2 separate regions of the Anas platyrhynchos genome follow, and region 1 is linked to region 2. A link is a contact called in public Hi-C data. All regions are on one chromosome and are shown on one strand. The core of a region is the stretch at or near the end of the contact, and the rest is flanking DNA. Distances in the headings are between cores, read along the strand shown. Region 1 overlaps HMGA2 (high mobility group AT-hook 2). Region 2 overlaps MSRB3 (methionine sulfoxide reductase B3).

The links. A called contact is a pair of places that touch in the nucleus more often than the background predicts.
Region 1: a contact with region 2 is called in a Hi-C map of small yellow follicle, with 2.5 times the contacts expected there. The contact joins two enhancer-like sites. A contact is called at or near these places in 3 of 8 Hi-C or Micro-C datasets (liver, skeletal muscle and small yellow follicle).

What each region holds. Positions count from the first base shown.
Region 1 is chr1:36,371,899-36,374,598 of IASCAAS_PekinDuck_T2T, forward strand. The region is part of intron 4 of HMGA2 (high mobility group AT-hook 2); the gene reads left to right. Among named protein-coding and RNA genes, the nearest start is that of HMGA2, 50 kb to the left of the region's middle. Within about 2 kb of position 1,438, at least 3 of the 8 cell types and tissues checked have an H3K27ac peak or open chromatin away from gene starts, as enhancers often do. A contact at or near this core is called in small yellow follicle, where this site is marked.
Region 2 is chr1:36,108,581-36,111,280 of IASCAAS_PekinDuck_T2T, forward strand. The region is part of intron 1 of MSRB3 (methionine sulfoxide reductase B3); the gene reads left to right. Among named protein-coding and RNA genes, the nearest start is that of MSRB3, 17 kb to the left of the region's middle. Within about 2 kb of position 1,336, at least 5 of the 8 cell types and tissues checked have an H3K27ac peak or open chromatin away from gene starts, as enhancers often do. A contact at or near this core is called in small yellow follicle, where this site is marked.

The DNA of each region.
Region 1 (2,700 bases), core at 188-2,687, 260 kb after region 2:
GGGATGCATGGTTGTGGTGTACCCTTTGCAGCTGATGTCCCAGTGGTATGTACACTGGTGAGGCAGGATGTAGATGAGGTAGATGATGGAGTAGGCGCAGTGCTGGTGTGTCTGCCAAGCAGTGTGTCTCCTGAGACGAGATGAGGTGATGTAAAACAGGAAAACTCCATCCATGGTGAAGCTCATTGCAACAAGGAGTTTGATGGTGTGTCACAGGTCATCGCTCCCAACATTTTGCTCCCTAGGGCTGGTGCTGTGCTGTGGTGGCAGTGATGCATGGAGAAAGCTGAATTTGAGCAGCCTGTAGCTTATAGCAAGGCTAGGCATGCTTCATTTTAATCACTGGCTGGTAAAGTGCCCATGCGTGGGCTGAGCATCTTGGATACCTGCTTGCCATTTTGCCCACACTGTGAATTTTCACTAATGTCAGTGTAATTCAGCATGAAACAATTATTCTTGTGCTAATTTCTACAGTGTCAAGCATCATGTGAATTCTCTCTAGAAGGCATGCTGTCCAAGCAGAGGAAGAGACATCCAGATCCTTATGCATGTGGAATATGTACCTGCTAAGCTGCCTTTTTATGACTGAGCATGTTGGTCATTACTCTTTTATTTTCCCAATCAGACTGGCTTACTAGGAGATCAGTTGCCTGCCAGCGTTTCTTTGTAGAAATGGAAGATATACGCTAAAAAGCATCCAGACATGGTAACCTCATTTTTTAAAACATTAGTAAGATTTTAAAGAGCCAAACCAATTATTTTTGAAATATGGTAAAAATCGTTTGCTCCCTGGCTAACAGCTGTGCATGCCAAGTTCTGCTCAGTGAGCCAGTTTTACAGCCAGCTGTAAACTTTCGAATTTAAGGGTTTATGATGGAAACTGCAACTCTTGCCTTCACCAAAGCTGTGCAGACACCCCACGGTAATATTGATTTAATTACATGCTGCATAGTTATTACTGGTAACAAAAGCAAAGGGCACACAGCATTTTAGCGTCACACACAGTGCTTTTATTTGGGATACTTGGCAGGTGAAAATCTGAAGGGCAGAGCTAGAACTGGAGGCTCTAAGCTGTTTGAAATCACTCCTTGCAGCACTGGTTTGTGAAGTGATTTATTTGAGCTGCAGCCTATAGACCATACATCACCTTCCTGGTTGGCTTTGTTGGCACCTTGTCACATTCTTGCGGGCTTGAGGAATTCATTGTTCTTGTTTGAACTGATAAGAACAAAAAAGGATTTTCTGCCTGAGACCTTGGGAAAGGCAGAGGGGGAGGAATGTTGACATGAAACAGCAGGGCTGCACTTTCCCAAGCCTTTCAGCCAGCGCAGCAGCCCGCATTCTTCAATTGCTGGGGAGCCCGGGCTGGAGGTGTGCTGATTGCCCCTTTATTTGCTGCTGCCCAACAGCAGGGCCCAGGGAGGTGGTGGGAAGAGGAGTGAGCAGGGCAATGGATGCTCCCAGGAACCAGGACAGGATTGCTCTGAAGGGAATCTCACGAAGTATCAGGCTGCAGTCACTGTGAGGGGTGTGAGACGTGGAGTGTAGCTGGGTTTGGGCCAGTCCTCTAAAAGTCCCCGCGTTGCACGTGTGCTTTCGGGGAGAGGAGCTGCACCGATCCTGCTTCCTCCGCTGAGTCCTTGAATGCTCAAGGGAGGCAGCCCACAGCTCCAGGCTCAGCGGGCTGATGAACTTGGATTGGGTAACGGATATTGACAGCACTGCTTTGCCTCTTACAGACTTGGTAGCAAGTGCTTTTATAGACATGGCATTGCATCGCTATCCTGGGGATCAAAACTCCTCTTTTTTTTTTCTCATCCTTCCTCAATGCTATGAAAAAGATGCACTTTCTTGTTCCTCCTGAAACCACAGAAGGTTACTGCAGGTGCTTGAAGGCTCATGAAAACGTGCCAGTTCGAACCATCTTGATGAACTGTGAGCTACAAAAAGTACCAATTAAAAACAGATTTTTTCCTCTGAGAACATAAAAGACAACCATCTGCACCAAGGTTTTGCACCTGCTCTGTGCACAGAAAAGTGTTTTGCTCATCCAGTGCCTTCCAGCATGCCTTCTCCTGGGGAAAGGAGATCACTGCCTCCTCAATCTCTTGATTTCAGAGGATATCAGAAAGCCCTAACAGAGGCTGTTATTTAAATAATACTGGCTTAATTTTATAATAATAATAAAAAAATACAATAAAGCCTTTTTACTTTTCCAAGCAGTGCCAGACTGAAATTTCAAAATACTGATGACAAATAAATAGGCTTGTATCATTTCTAAATTTAAACAGAAATACGGTATTGCTGGCTGCAAGAGAAGGGTGTAAAGTCAAGGTATGGCAAAGGGTCTGATTAAAAAAAATAACAACAAACCACTCAATTTTTGCTTTCATGGTTATTTTTGTACCAGTTGGACCACGGATCTATCTACAGGCTGCTCAATGTCTCCAAGACCATGTAGTAGCATGACCCGTAGGTACAACATCCCACTGGCAGTACAGCTCAGGCTGACAGAGGAAGCAGTGTTTTCCCTCTCCTTCGCATTGTTGCCCAGTGGTGGGGAAGGCTGGCGACCATTACACAGGACAAAGCTCTGTCTCAGACTCTTTTTATTCACGCTTTGTCCTGCAGGGTCATGTGCCCACAAGATGCAGAAAGAATACTTGGTTATTTGAGTGAAAAAGGAATTGCACCCACGTG
Region 2 (2,700 bases), core at 86-2,585:
GACTTATATATCCTCCAAGACTTTACGAATACTTGAGACTAAATAACAACATTTTGGTGAACACTGAAATATTTGACATTTTCAAGAGGTCAAGATCTATTTTATAATCCTTGGCAAATTCAAATCATTTCCTTTAAACTGTTTACACTCGAGGGAGTTATGATCCTGTTTACTTCTCACAAATCAGGAGGGGTGGAGCGGGTTTGGTCTGGAGAGGTAGATCCAGCGAGGCGAAGCAGCAGGTTTGGCAGCCCCGATGGAGCACGCAGCGGGAGAGACAAAGCACAGAGCAGGGATGATGCCTTCGTGTCTGCCCTGTGCTTCATCAGACGCCTGTGCCCAGTGGCACGAGGAGATGTTTCATAGGCACGTGGGCTTCCTATAGGCAGCTCTGTGAGAGCCCAGCCATCCAGGGGAAGGTCTGGCTGCCCTCTGGTATCCTGGCCTCCAAAATAGCAGAGAATGCTCCTGACTGGAAACAACATCCACAAAAAAGTTTCTGCACTGCCAGCTGTGGCAAAGCCAAGCTGTCACAAAGCTGTTTGGTGAGCTCTGCAGGAAACAAAGCTCCTGTTGAAGCTGCTGGCAGCCTGCAAGCTGGGCACGAGCGCAGGGCCATGACATGAGGCAGACGTCAGCGTCGCGGACCAGACCATGACTCTTGTCGTGCCCGTGGTGTGCTGCCTGTCCCCACACAGAGGCAGAGCAGGGTTTGCTAAACCTTGGGGCCGTCCCCTGCCACCCAGCTTGGCTTCCAGAGCATGGGGGGTTTTGAGACAAGGCCAGGTGGCTGAAGTGCCACCAAGTCTGCAGGCCGGTGGCTTGGGCTTCGGTGTCGCCACATGGGGACAAGGAGCCCCACAAGGCTGTGTTAGCAGCCTGGGGATGGCTGGATGGTGGCAGCCCTCTGGGGATGACCTTGACCACCCCCCACCTCACTATACATTAAAGGAGGCTGTAGTGAGGTGGGGGTTGGCCTGTTCTCCCACGTGCCTGGTGACAGGACGAGGGGGAATGGGCTAAAGTTGAGCCAGGGGTGTTTTAGGTTGGATATTAGGAAGGACTTCTTTACTGAGAGGGTTGTGAGGCATTGGAATGGGCTGCCCAGGGAAGTGGTGGAGTCACCATCCTTGGAAGTCTTTAGAAGATGTTTGGATGTGGTGCTTGGTGATATGGTTTAATGGAGGTCTGGTTAGTGTTAGGTCAGAGGTTGGACTCAGTGATCTTGGAGGTCTCTTGCAACCTAGATAATTCTGTGATTCTGTGCTTCTGTGGCCGGCCTCATGGCCGCCATACCAGCCCTGTCCTTCACGAGGCCTTCTCGTGGCGCCGACCGCTAGATGGGGCCGGGCTATCTCAGTAGGAGCGGGAACGGCACGAGCCATAAATCACCCCCGCCGGCGGGCCGGAGGCCCCCGCTGCTGGGGCACCCCAGCTTTTTAAGGGCAAAAATACGCCTTTGTTCCCCGGCTGACCCGCGCGGTGACATCAGCGCCGCGCTTCCCCCGGCCTCGCCGGCGCTGACACAAGCCAGATGGCCGCGGCCGGCCGGCCCCGCGCTCGCTGGGGCAGGGTGGGAAGAAGGGGTTTTATGATCAGCTGCGGGAGCGCGGCGAGGCTGCAGCCTGGCCCGGTAATTACGCCTTCACTGCGCCCTTTATTCCTGGCGGTGAAGGTCGCTGGGAGGGAAAAAAAAATAATAATAAAAAAAAAAAATCAGGTTTTTATTTGTAGTGTTTGTTACGGACAGACCTTTGATCTTTTATTAGTCGGTAGTCTGCTCTGCTCTGGAGGAATTTCCCCCCCCCTCCTTTTTTTTTTTTTTTTTTTTTTTAAACCGGTCCTGCAGTCACTCGTGAAAATGACATGTTTATTTATGTTTAATGGCCCTCTCAGGCTGTTCATTGTGCAGTACTTACCTTCCCCCTCCTTTTTGTCTCCATTTAGTAACACAAAAATGTTTTGGTTTTGCAGCGAATTTAGTTTGGAGAAGTCAGAGTTCAGGCATGTTAATACAAGCAGTTTTCCATCAGATATACTCCAGAGTGATGTGGTAATACATAAGACCGTGTATTACGCGTTTGTTCGTTAGGGGGTCGGAAGAGGCCGCGATCGGCTTCTTAATCTTATCCAGGAAATGCCCAAGACAAAACCATTCCTCAGTTCATTTCTGGGCGCTCGTGTCCCACAGCTCCTTCGCTATGATATTCAGAAACAGAGGGAGGCAGCTCTGAGGAGGCCGGTGGATGTGCCACATTGCTCATTAGCCCCCTGGGGTTTAATCCTGCTTCCAGCCGTGTCACCGAAAGCCTCAGGATCACCTTTGGTGGGGGCTGGCTCGCGGCCCCGATGTCCCGTAACCCTCTGAAGCCAGCGCTGCGAGGCAGCTGCGTTTCCTCTTTCCCATCGTGGGGTAAATGGAACAATTAGTATTCGTGCATTAAATCCTTCTCAAATAAAATCTTGCGACTGCCATCTCTCCATTTTCTATATTTAAACTGCCCGGAAGGTTGTTTAAATATATCTCATGGACAGTTTACAATGCGAATTATTTCCTGCCTTTAAAACAAGAAGTCGGGGGTTTAAGATAACTGGGAAGTTTATTACAGTGCGATGTCACGTTCCTCAGACAAGTCATCAAAAGAACAATTTTTAGCAAGGACTGGTTCCTAGCACTCACCATTCACAAATGTGGAGCTT